Linked DNA regions of Gossypium raimondii: region 1 is linked to region 2. A link is a contact called in public Hi-C data. All regions are on one chromosome and are shown on one strand. Each heading gives the region's core, a stretch centred on a gene start, on an enhancer-like site or on the middle of the called end of the contact. The rest is flanking DNA. Distances are from core to core; before and after follow the strand shown.

Evidence for each region. A called contact is a pair of places that touch in the nucleus more often than the background predicts.
Region 1: a contact with region 2 is called in a Hi-C map of leaf, with 2.3 times the contacts expected there. The contact joins the promoter of LOC105791303 here to the promoter of LOC105791300 in region 2. A contact is called at or near these places in 2 of 2 Hi-C or Micro-C datasets (both in leaf).

What each region holds. Positions count from the first base shown.
Region 1 is chr8:35,074,902-35,081,456 of ASM2569854v1, reverse strand. It overlaps LOC105791303 (cytochrome P450 78A3), which reads right to left and starts at 4,692. Exons shown (of 2, transcript XM_012619321.2): 1 at 3,622-4,692; 2 at 2,611-3,441. The coding sequence starts at 4,599. The coding sequence ends at 2,818.
Region 2 is chr8:34,907,840-34,913,913 of ASM2569854v1, reverse strand. LOC105791300 (transcription factor MYC2) reads left to right here and starts at 3,894. Exons shown (of 1, transcript XM_012619320.2): 1 at 3,894-5,717. The coding sequence starts at 4,115. The coding sequence ends at 5,506.

The DNA.
Region 1 (6,555 bases), core at 3,443-5,942, 170 kb before region 2:
GAAGTACACGGCATCAACCTGTTACACGGTTTGGGGACACAACTATGTGGTTTAGCTCCACACGGCCGTGTGACCCCTGTTTTATATTTTTACCATACTTTTCTGAAATGTTTCAAATTAGTCATTATTTTGTTTAGAATTTTTTTAGAGCTTCCATAAGCTCGATTAAGCCTCATAATGTATGAATAACATGTTTTTACTATATGATTGATGATTAAAGTTTGTTTAGAGAAATTTGAATTGATATAGCATGATTTTGTTATGTTATGTGCAGTAGCATCCCGTAACCTTAATCCGATGTTAGAGACGGGTGAAGGGTGTTACAAAGAAAAGGGTCCATGAACAGCCCATGCAAAGCATGCAAGCGTTACATAAAGTTAATGCACGTGAACAGTGCTTAGATGAATGAGTATCTACGTGATTAGTGCTTAACAATGAAAAGTATCCGCATGTGAACTAACCTTGGTTGTGGTGTGAAATTGTCTGTGTTTTGTAATTAGGCATGACTAATATTTGCAAGAAAATTAATTATTGGTGATTGCATTTTACAGCAGATAGTATCCGCCAATGAACCCTAATTGTTTGGTGTTATGAATCCGCCAACGTATCGTACGCAACTATATTGGGTATCTGTGGTAATTACTGGTATTACTAAGTGTTGTAAAAGCCTGGCTTAATTTTACTTCTTGAGAACCTTGTTCGAAAGTATATTATTTATCGTTGGAACTCATTAAGTTTGTTATGAACTTACCTAGTTTCCCCTACCATTTTTAGGATTTGTAGAGAAAATGGACTTTTGAAGGGACTCAACCTGCTAACAAATTCTTTTGTGAGCCATTCACTATTCTGTTGTAACATGTATATCAAATCGAGGTGGCATGTGGTTTAAGTATCTTGAAATGGAATTATGTAAATGCGGATTTGAATTTCTTCTATATACTTATTTGTATATAATGAATGATGGCACTTTGTAAACTTTTATGTTATACAAATTAAGGCTTACTCTTATTTTCCCTTAATTTGTGTATTAATTCTTTTAATCCATTGTATGACATTTGGAATGTATATTTTTATTTTCTTCTAGTCTTGTTTTAAAACTACTATTTCACTAAACGTCATTTTAAAATTGTTTTATTAAAATCATATTGATTGCCTTAGCTACTAAAACCAAAGTTTTTTTCATTACGAAATGTTTTTTGCTTTTCTAGTAACACCACGGTTCGCCGGTCAGACGGTTGAATTGGGGTTTTACAGTTGTTTATATTAATATATGTTTAACGGTTACAATTTTTTTACATAAAAGAAATAGTTAGAACTTTTTAATTTATGCCAAACTTGACATGCATGATCTACATAAATGAAGAATAAAATATGAGATAAAATATTAATCGTATAACAAGTTATGGAAGTGTGTAAAACCACTTAAGTTATACACTGATGCAAATGGATCTCTCTCTCTCTCTCTATATATATATATAATATATTTGTTGTCAATATTTCGTTCATAGAGTTAACTTGGAATGTGATTGATGGGAATGTCATCGCTAAGAAAATTATTTTACAACGTTTGATATACACTAGAAAATATTGATTAAAATCCGAGAAAGCCAACGTGTTTGGTATACTCAACACTTTCCTAAGAATGTAAGGTTACTTAACAAAATTATCCTTATTAAATAAAAATAATATTAATGTATTTTAATATTTTAAATAAATTTTATCATTAATAATTATTTAAATTAAATATTTAATAATAATATTTTCAATAATCTTTATTATTAACAAAGTATGATTCTCTCAAGTTTTGATCTAATCCGTTATATGAACACATTAAAAAGACCTTACACGTTAAGTCAAGGTTATAAAAGTTTACAATTTATAATTTTTCCTCGTTACCTTGTAGGTATAAATTCAAGTATATTCATATATTATATATATGAGTTGAATATCTTCTGCTAATTTTAAACTAGTAGTTTGATTTAGATGTAACATATTTTTCCATAGCGGTTAGATTTTTTTTTAACACATAATTTTTTATGTAAGCTTTGCTAAGGTGGCATGCCATAAATTTTTGTTGACGAGAAAGTTAGGCAATGAATTAATTTAAAAATTGGATTTGAGAGTAGGTGATGTTAATGTTGTTGCTGGAGCAATAGGATATTATCTATGAAGAGCTTATTTTCTCACAATTATATAATTTTACAGGTTTTAAGTTTTATGTACTAGAAAACGAGAAAACAATTGTGTTTTAAATTTGAAGTTTTAAGCTTTAGAATAATGAATCGAAGTTGTAGCAACTGAAAAAGAGAAAACAAGCAACAATTGTGTTTTTTATTTTAGATTGAATAAATTGAAAGGATAATTTTGTTCTTTTACTTTCCTTCTATATGGAAAAATAACTTTTACGCCAATTATTAAGAGAATCAATTTTCATTGCTGGTGATAAAAGTAACTTAGTAGAAAACATTCTAATAAAGGTAAATTAATTTTTCATCCCAAATGTTAGAATAACATTCTAACCAATACATTCCTTGAAAAGTTATAACTTTCCATACCAAAGCCTCCCTACTGTTGCCTTTGGAAATTGAAAAAAGAAATGAAAAGTGAGACGATCAAAACCTTATTGCAGTTAAATAAAATTACGTAGTATTATCCATATATATAGTAGGGACGTAGGTCAGGAAACATTGATATTTCTAGAGAAAACATCGAGATATATACATTTTAAATCTTACCATATATATCTAACAACTGGTTACTAAAAAAGGATAGTATATAATCTCAGATTGAACCATCATAAATTGTGCGATTATCATTTCATCTGCGCCTAGGCTGCACTTTGACCTTAAGAGGGTTAGCCATTTCGCAGGAGAGCCTAAGCCTTTCGGTGAGATCAACTGGATTAGCATCCGATTGCACCCACTCGAATTCATGCAATAAGGATCCCACCCAAAAGTTAACACTGGCCAAACCCAACGTCTTACCTGGGCAAGTCCGACGGCCTGACCCGAATGGCGCCAGCCTGAGGTCTGACCCTAACACCGAGAATTCCACATCAGTACTACTGTCCTTGGACACGAATCTCTCTGGCATGAACTTGAGTGGGTCCACCCAAATTTCTGGGTCCCTGGTGATGGCCCACATGTTAACCATGGCTGTGGTCCCAGCAGGCACGTGATATCCATCAATAGTAGCGTCTGTGATTGCCAACCGGGCCCATGATAGAAGTGGGCCAGGTGGGTGCAGCCTCAGAACCTCCTTCACTACTGCCTGCAGGTAAACCATCGATTGAATATCTGATTCCATTAACGCTCGTGATTTCCCCACAACTTCATCAAGCTCCGCCTGCACTCTTGACTGGATTTCCGGGTGAAGCACCATTCTCGCTAGTATCCACTCTATTAAAACCGCCACAGTGTCCGTTCCTCTAAATATCATCTCCTGCGTAATTAGGACAAAGCAATTAATTGTACTTAAAAGCTAAGAAAATGTACATATTATCGTAATCTAATCATCAAACTGATCCAAGATTCCATCTTCGACTCTTTTCCCATCACAGCTAGAAAGCAAAAAACCATGCCTATAAAAAAATAAAATAAAATTGCTTGCTTTGTTGCTTACCCAAAGTACGGCAATCATATCGTTGTCCGAGAGTCTATCAGGTCCAGTAAGAGAAAGTAAAACGTGCGCGAAATCATGGTTTGTTGTCTCAGGTTGCAGTTTATGTTGTTGAATGATTCTACTCACAAACTTGTTCACTTTGGGAACAAGTTGGGTGCATCGAAGCCGGATTTTTTGAAGGTCTAAACCAGCGAGCCATGGGAGATGATCAGACCAATTGAGCTTCCCTAATAGGTCGTAACCTTCTTCGACAAGCTGGCTGAGTTGTTCAGTTTCAGTATTTGACGAACCAAGTTGATACTTGCTGCCAAACACCGAGCACATCATGTTGTTAAGAGATGCTTTCTTGAGTATATCCCGTACGGAGATTTCTCCGGTTCCACCCCGACATGCTATTATAGAACGCATTTGAGAGGCGATATCAGACCTCTGTGCCTCGGTGAAGCTGATTTGTTTAGGACAAAATAGATGTGTGGCAGCAATTCTTCTGAGGGTTCGCCAGTAAACCCCATAAGGAGCGAAACCAATGGCTCTGTTGAACATTAAACTGTATGCCGACTCTTTCACTGGACGATCAGCAAAAACGGAACTGTTAAGAATCTCTTTGGCTACATCAGGGTTGCATGTAACCATAACCCTTGTATCACCCAAGCTAAAGGCCATGAGCCGTTTAGCATCAAAACACTTAGCTGCTGCAGAAATTTTATGGTGAGCCAGATTAAGCATGATGTCCATGCTTCCCAGCACTGGGAAACCTCGTGGCCCTGGAATGATGTTATTGTGCTTCGTGGCACCTCTCTTGCGGAGCCAATGATACTTACCCCAGGCAGGACCTCCAGGGTACAACCAAAAACAGAGGGTCATACCCAGCCAACCCATGCAAAGTAAAAGAAGAAGCCAAATGGAGTTTTGAGAGGAGAAAGTTTTGCATTTGGAAGCAATAAACAAAAGCCAAAAGCAATCAGAGTTGGTTTCCATGGAGATCAGGAAAATGGCGGATGATATTTTGTTTGTTTGTTTGTTTCCTCTTCTGGTTGAGACTATGAAATGAGAGCGTCGCTTATATAGAGATTTTTTTTTTTTTTTTGTGGACTACAAGAGTAACGGTTAAACAGAAGCATTATGAGATATGCCACACGGATCGGCATATATCAACATTATAACGTAATTAAACAAAATCGATAAGTTAAAATCGATATCATTGTGCGCCGCCACTAGCAAAACCGAAAACGAGGATTCATGAGCATGGGGCCCCTTGCATTCCCCACAGTCGTTTCTGCTCGTGGGGTTCATTTTCTTGGAACACGTAAGCCCCTAGCTTCTACCATTCTATCTTTTTCGATCCACAGCTATCAAACCACTAATATCGAAGGCTAGTAGCAGTGTATTACTGGTAATAATTGAACAAGGCAGCCATTCCGATTCGCTATGTTAATGAATTTGGCATCGCTCTCAGAATTTAGGCATCGGCGGTGTATGTGGTGGTCCTCAGCGAGCCCTCCACTTCCAGGCCACATTAATCAAATATCATTCTTTTTCAAACCCAATCATGTCGATGTAGTATCTTTCTCTTCTTTTTACTTCTTTTTTATAATCTCATGGACACAAAACTTTTACATGGTTATAAAAAAATTCATGAAAGTAACTCTTTAAGTTTTTCGAAAAAGAAATTAAAAGAGCAAGAATCATTAAAACAAACTAGCAGCGGCATTGGTGAATGTTAATTAGTATTTGATTAAAATTAGCAAAATAAACAAGCATTTTTAAGACAGTTATATATATGGGGTGAGTTTGGATGGGTGGTAAGTGCGTTTAGTTTACTTTTTGTCTCACGCTACAATATCGTTATAGTATTTAATATCGTCACCGTTATTTTTATACTAACTACAGATAAACACATCAGTCATCCAAACCCATTCATAATAATTAACTCAAGTGAGACCACCTTAAAAAAATAAAGAAATATAATATCCCTTTAATTCTCTCCTCATGCAGTTTATTTGTCTCCTCAGGTAGGATTTGTTTTTATGAAAAATATATTTTTTTGTAGAGAAATGATTCTTATATATTTATTAAAGGTGTGATATTTCATAAATGATATAATCAGTAAATATACTTCCTACTGAAAAATGTGAATTTGAACCATTTTGGCGATTTAAAACGTGGAAGTTGAGCCACACGGATTTGGAAATGAGAGTGGCCGAAAGATCTTGACGGCCCAACAAAGATCTTTGATGCTAAAGTAGTAGTTTTTATTCTTGTTTATTTTACAACAGAAGAAAAATCTTATGCGGGTGAGCTGAATAAAAGTTACTTGACGCTAACACGTGTGGAGACGTTGCTATCGTGCCCTTGAAATTGAAATGAACCCACGAATCTGGGTTGGATTTAGGCCGTACCCCACTATCGCGAGTAGCCGAATCCCACCCCACCCTCCATGCCTCATCGCCACGTGTTCCTTGCATTCTCTATCTGTCCTCTTTCATGTTCATCACTTGCTCCAGTGGTTTCTAAGGTCCCAATGAAATGGCTTTGGGCTTTTAGGACAACCACCCCCACTCAAAGGCGGATCCTTGCTGCACCTCCAAAATTTTGATTTTTTTTTCTCAAACTTTTTCAAATATTTTAATTAGGCTTTCTCTAAAGTTTTTGAAAGTTTTTATTTCTTTTTGAAAGTTTTTAAAAAAGGTTTAATTAAATTCCTATTTTTTAAAAAAATTCTAATTAAATTGTAGCACTTTAAACTCGATTTAGACTTTGCGACCGAATTTTGGAGGTCACATTAACCACCGAAATGACCAAATAAAAACAACCAAACTTTTAGAAATTTATTTTTAAAGTGTTTGCTTATTTTCAGAAAACCGTAATGGCTTTTATTTTATAAAAACGTTAGTGTTACCGAGTTTAAAATTATATCTAATTAAACAAAAGTTC
Region 2 (6,074 bases), core at 2,645-5,144:
CTTCTTGGAATTGAAAATTACTTAGAGACTACAATGATGTGAAAACTAAAAAAGGCATTGTATAGATTGAAGCAATCTCTAAGGGCATGTCTTGGTACATTTACGAAATCCATAAAGTTGTTTGGGTACAAGCAAAGTAATGCTGATGACACATTATTTTTGAAACATAGACAAGGAAAGGTGGCTGTATTGATTACCTATGTGGATGATATGGTGCTAACATGTGATGATTTGGATGAGATAGAAAATCTCCACAAAAAATTTAGCCTCTAAGTTTGAAATGAAAAGGCTGGGTAATATGAAGTACTTCCTTGGTATTGAAGTAGCTAGATTAAAGAATGGTATTTTCCTATTTCAACAAAAATATATTCTTGATTTCTTAGCTGAGACAAGAATGCTTAGTTGTAAACCTGTGACTACTCCCATTGATCAAAATCCTATGTTATATTACTGTTTAGGTGAATCTCCAATTGACAAAGTAATATATCAAACACTTGTGGGAAAATTGATTTATTTATCTCACACTAGACCTAATTGCTTATGCAATAAATATGGTGAGTCAATTCATGCATGATCCTCGAAAGTCTCATATGGAGGCTGTTGAACTCATATTGCAGTATTTAAAAGATGTTCTAGGAAAAGGGTTAATTTTTAAGAAACAAGATCATTTGAGAATAGAGGGTTATAATGATGCAGATTGGGCAGGATCAACTGATGATAGAAGGTTGACTTCAGGTTATTTCACTTTCGTTGGAGGAAACCTTGTAACTTGGAGAAGTAAGAAACAACCAGTCGTTACAAGGTCAAGTGCAGAGGCAGAATACAAAGGCATGGTTTTTAGAGTATGTGAATTGTTGTGGTTGAAGAAATTGCTTGAAGAATTAGACATTTATCCGCAAGGTTCAATGAACCTATATTGTGATAATACTTCAGCGATTAAGATTGCTCGCAACCTAGTTCAACATGAACCTATATTGTGCCTAGTTTATGCATGTTGTTGTGGAAGCTATAGGAATCTTACTCCCTACTCCCTACATAGCACTAAATTTTGTGTAATCACTAATAAAGAATTTTGTGTCCATAATTTGATTCATCGAACAATCTTTCCAAGACAACTACAAATTCAATGATAGTCTACCCAAGCTTAGGTCATGTGAAGATTAATGTCAATGTTACATGTGGTGCTAATACATGCATAACTATCATGGGGCTAGAACTTAAGTCTTGCAAACCCTGTAGCCTTAGACAAAAACTTAGCTTCAAATCTGCCTAAGTCAGCCTAACTCTCAAAATATGATAATTCTGAATGGAAATTCTCTAAGGCACCAAAATAAAGCAAAAGCAAACTCTCAAGCGAAAAAGCAAAAACCAAACAGAAAGCCATAAGAAAAATAAGCACACCAAGTGTTTAAGTAAATGCTCTCAAAATGTTTCTATTACTTTGAAGAAATACAACTAAATGGGGTGATTACAAATGAGGGGGAATGCCTCTATTTATAATTGAGCTCCCTTAAATCCAACAGTATAGTTTAAATTACATCGATGGTCAAGATCAAAGCCTATCTACAATATGAGAGTCCAAAAGGATTTAAAATTTATACAATCTTATCTATTATGAATTACAATATTTACCATGGTAACTCTAGTTTTATGGGAGTGTTCCACTGGGCCACCAAGGCTTCAAGTAGATAGGCTTTTCCACATGTTCTACAAACTAGGCCAATTCAAGTGGGCCAAAATGAGCTTCATTTATTCAGTTGACCACCATGGGACGTTCTATGTGCATTTGTCACGGGCTTTAATCCGTGACTTGTGACACATAAAGGGGCTTGGATGTATAGTGCTAGACGAGGATGGTTTGGTTTTGGGTGGAGTTGCAATGAAAGCCCTTGATTGTTTCGAGTCGAATTGAGCAAAGGCTTGTGCCTTGATGTTGAATCAAATTCTTACTTTATAATTTCTTAGTTTTCCCATGTAACACTAATATGTCTTTGCTAGAAAAATTTGTTACTAAGGCTCACTATATGTTTTTAGACTTTAATGCTTTACTTTGACTTGTAGATTGGCCAATAAAGTCATTGATATACTTAGCTACATGGGCTTAGTTTTTTTTTTTTTTTTCTGACAACGAGCACCGTTTTGGAGTGGATTACCTTCACAGTCTTCGTGATCTTGTAAATGCAAATATTATTTGATTTGATAAATGGAATTACCGTTTGTGGTCTTTAATTCAAAAAAGAATCTCAATTTTTTATTCATAACTTCATATTGCATTTTATCCCAAAAGGGAAAAAAAACTCTAGTACATGAAGTGGAAATTAAGACTCAGTTTGGTTTCTAAATATATTTTTATTTTGTTTTGTTTTTATTTTTATTTTTAAAAACATTTTTTTATTTTCTGAAAATTGGAAAACACATTAGTAAATAAAAATATTTCTTTTAATAATGAAAGCATGTTTGACACCTATCTTACTATAATAGAAACTTGAGAAATAAAATAAAAAATATTATATTTATGTGGATTGTATCAGAGTCACAAATTTATTATTTAAAATTTGCTGAAAAAAATATTTTTTTTTGCGTTTATATGGAATTGAACTAATGTCAATTCATTTATGATATGTTTGATAGGAGCATTATTTTTATTGTTGTAATTTATCAAATAATAATAAATTAATTCAATTGGTACTTAACCAAAGTTAGAAAACCATTGCTTTCAATTTCTTTTAATTTTATAAATAATTTTAATGAAAACAATTAAAAATTTTTTTTAATTTCCATATTTTTATTTTCTAAAATATTTTAAAACTTTCAACTAAACACGTTTTATTCAATATTTTCTTTTCATTAAAAACAAAAGGAAAACGAAAATCGTAAAACGAATAACTCTAAACATTTACACCTTGATACTGATTTTGAACTTTCTTATTGACAAATTGACATTTCTTTATAAAGGCCGGATAGTCAGTTAGTAGTTAAGATTTAGGGTCAAATAATTAAAAATGAGTGGATAATATAAGTTAAAAGCCTGTGATTTTCAGATTGTTTTCTTGGCCACATAACTCTTATAAAAGTTGGGACATTGAGTTGTTAAATCACTTATTTACATATATAATTAAAATATAATTTTAACTTAAAAATATAATAAAACATATTATGAAATTTTTGTGTTAAAATTAAATTCCATTATGCTTCTTTATTAAAAATGAGTAAAATTAATTCTTTTGTATTAAATCTATTAAAATTTTATTTATTTGACGCGTATTTCATGTTAACGTCTAATGACCAGCTTTTTAATAGTAGAATAAAAGATTAGTTTGCTCTTTCATTTCTTGTAAAGAAACTAATATCCCCATTTTTCTATATAGATGGTAAAATACAATTTGACTCTAATATAGGAGCTTTTTATACTTTTATCCGAAATATGTTATAAGTTCTTATGCTTTTCACAAATTTTGAATTTAATCTTCGTATTTTTATTTTTAAAATTTAGTCTCTCGCTTTTCATCTACTTTGTTAATACTATTAATTTTTTAATTGATGTGATATTTTGAAATAAAATATACTTACTTGATAGTACTGCAATTAAAATATATATTATAATAAACTTAAATTTAATAAAATTAATTTAATTATATTAGTTTTAAAATTTGAAAAGTCTTAAAAATAAAAAGTGATTATAACACTAGTACTAGAAGACGAGTTGAAGATTGAAATGTCCAGAAGTAGTGAATCGAATTTGGAAATGACTAGCGAAAGGTGCGACCCCAGAGGAAGCCTGAACCTCGCAACGAATAGAGACGATGCGCATCAATATCACATCACATCTTCAACTTTGGAGCTCAGCCTATAGTAGGATTTTTCACGTGATAAAGGTGCCAAGCATGCGCAAAAAACAGTTCCCACACGGATGGCCTTTTAATGCCCAGGAAATTCTTGTTTTCCCCGAACGCCCCCACACCATTGCCCTTTTGTCTTTGCTGCTGATCCCTTTAATTTCTCCTCGTATATTTTAGCTTGCTGCCGCCGAATCCCTCTTTGGGTTACTTAGCTTTTAGTAGTTTGGAAAACCTTATCAGAAAGAAATTGGGTTGGATCAGGGAGCAGCAGTATTATGTCATCATCTTCTTCATCTTCGATGATTAGCTTCGGCCTAGACGCCCCTCCGCCGACGCTGCAACAGCGCCTCCAGTTCATCGTCCAAAGCAGGCCTGAATGGTGGGTATACTCCATCTTCTGGCAAGCTTCCAGGGATGCTCATGGCCGCCTCGTGTTTTCTTGGGGTGATGGATATTTCCAAGGGACCAAGGGTTTTGCAGGCAAATCCGGAAATAAGCTAAGCCAACCCAGATTTGGGAGAAGAAGATCGGGGGAAGAGATTCAATCCGTTTTCTGTGAAGAGATAGACATTGAGAGGATGGTGGATGGCGATGTCACTGACTACGAGTGGTATTACACCGTATCAGTAAACCGATCTTTTGCTATAGGAGATGACATTCTTGGGAAGGCTTTCGGCTCAGGCTCCTATATTTGGTTGTGTGGAGATCAGGAGCTCCAACTGTATGAATGCGAGCGAGTCACAGAAGCTCGAATGCGAGGAATCCAGACCTTAGTCTTCCTTTCGACTTCCTTCGGGGTAGTTGAATTGGGATCTTCAGAAATGATCCAAGAGAATTGGAGCTTAGTGCAACTTGCAAAATCAATCTTCGGTTCTGAGATTAACTGTCTTGGTTCCAAGCATCCTGGCCTTGAATCTCAGCTCCAAATGTCAACCCAAACTGTCCCTTTTCTTGATTTCGGCAAGGTTGCAAGTGATCAAAAGGAGTGGATTCTTGATGACCGAAAGCAACAAATTGAGGCCAAGAAGGACAATTGCGTTTTATTACGCCCCTTGTCATCGGACTCCGGTGCTGATTCTGAGATGGAGTTCAGCGTTGGGTCGAAGAAGAGAGGAAGAAAGTCGGGGACTGGAAAAACAACCCCTTCAAACCACGTGGAAGCAGAGAGGCTACGGCGTGAGAAACTTAATCATCGATTCTATGCACTTCGATCTGTGGTTCCTACCGTGTCCAAGATGGACAAAGCATCTTTGCTTTCAGATGCAGTAGCCTACATCAAGGAGCTCAGATCTCAGATTGATAAACTGGATGTTAAACTCAAAGTTCAATCCCAAAAAGCCAAGTTGAATGCCATCAATGTTTCGAATAACCAAAGAAATGCATCCACATTTGACAGTACAAGGCCGACCTATGATTATGGACCAAATACAATGGAAGTTGATGTCAAGATTATAGGGTCAGAAGCCATGATCCGAGTTCAGTGTCCAGATGTCAATTACCCAGCTGCGAGACTGATGGATGCCCTTAGAGACCTAGAGCTTCATGTGCACCATGCCAGTGTATCAACCGTGAATGAGCTAGTGCTTCAAGATGTTGTTGTCATACTACCTGCTGGATTTATAAGCGAGGAGATGTTGAGGACTGCTATCTTTCAGAGATGCAGTTGAATTTGCTGCTTCTTCACTGAAGTTATATATCAAACTTTTCCTTTCTTAATATGGATTATCATGAAGCCAAGCCATATAAATGTAACATTACTACTTATTCTCCTCCACTTTCAAGTGAAATCATTTTCTTCTTGAGAGTTCCTATCCTATGGCCATCACAATCGGCTTTATTAATCATAAGCTAATCACTCTTCCTGCTTTATAAACTTAATTTCTTTGCCTTTCAACTACCCAACGATATGCTTGTTTGATTACATATTTTTATGTATCCATCAAACAGAACAAATTCAAACCACTCTGGGATGCTATTAGACTAGGATTGCGTCTTTCATGTCTCCAAACAATTAAAACATGAAATACTTCTTTTAATCACATTTAAACAAGGCATCCATTACACAGTGATCCCTAGCGCAATTCTAAAACCACCCTAGTGTTTCAATCAGGTTATACAGATTTAGGGTTTCAGATAGAACACATTCGCAATGTCTTTATATAATAAGTTATATAATTTTCACATTCGAGGGTGAAGTAAAATGTTTTTTTTGTTTAAAATTTATTTAGTAATGAA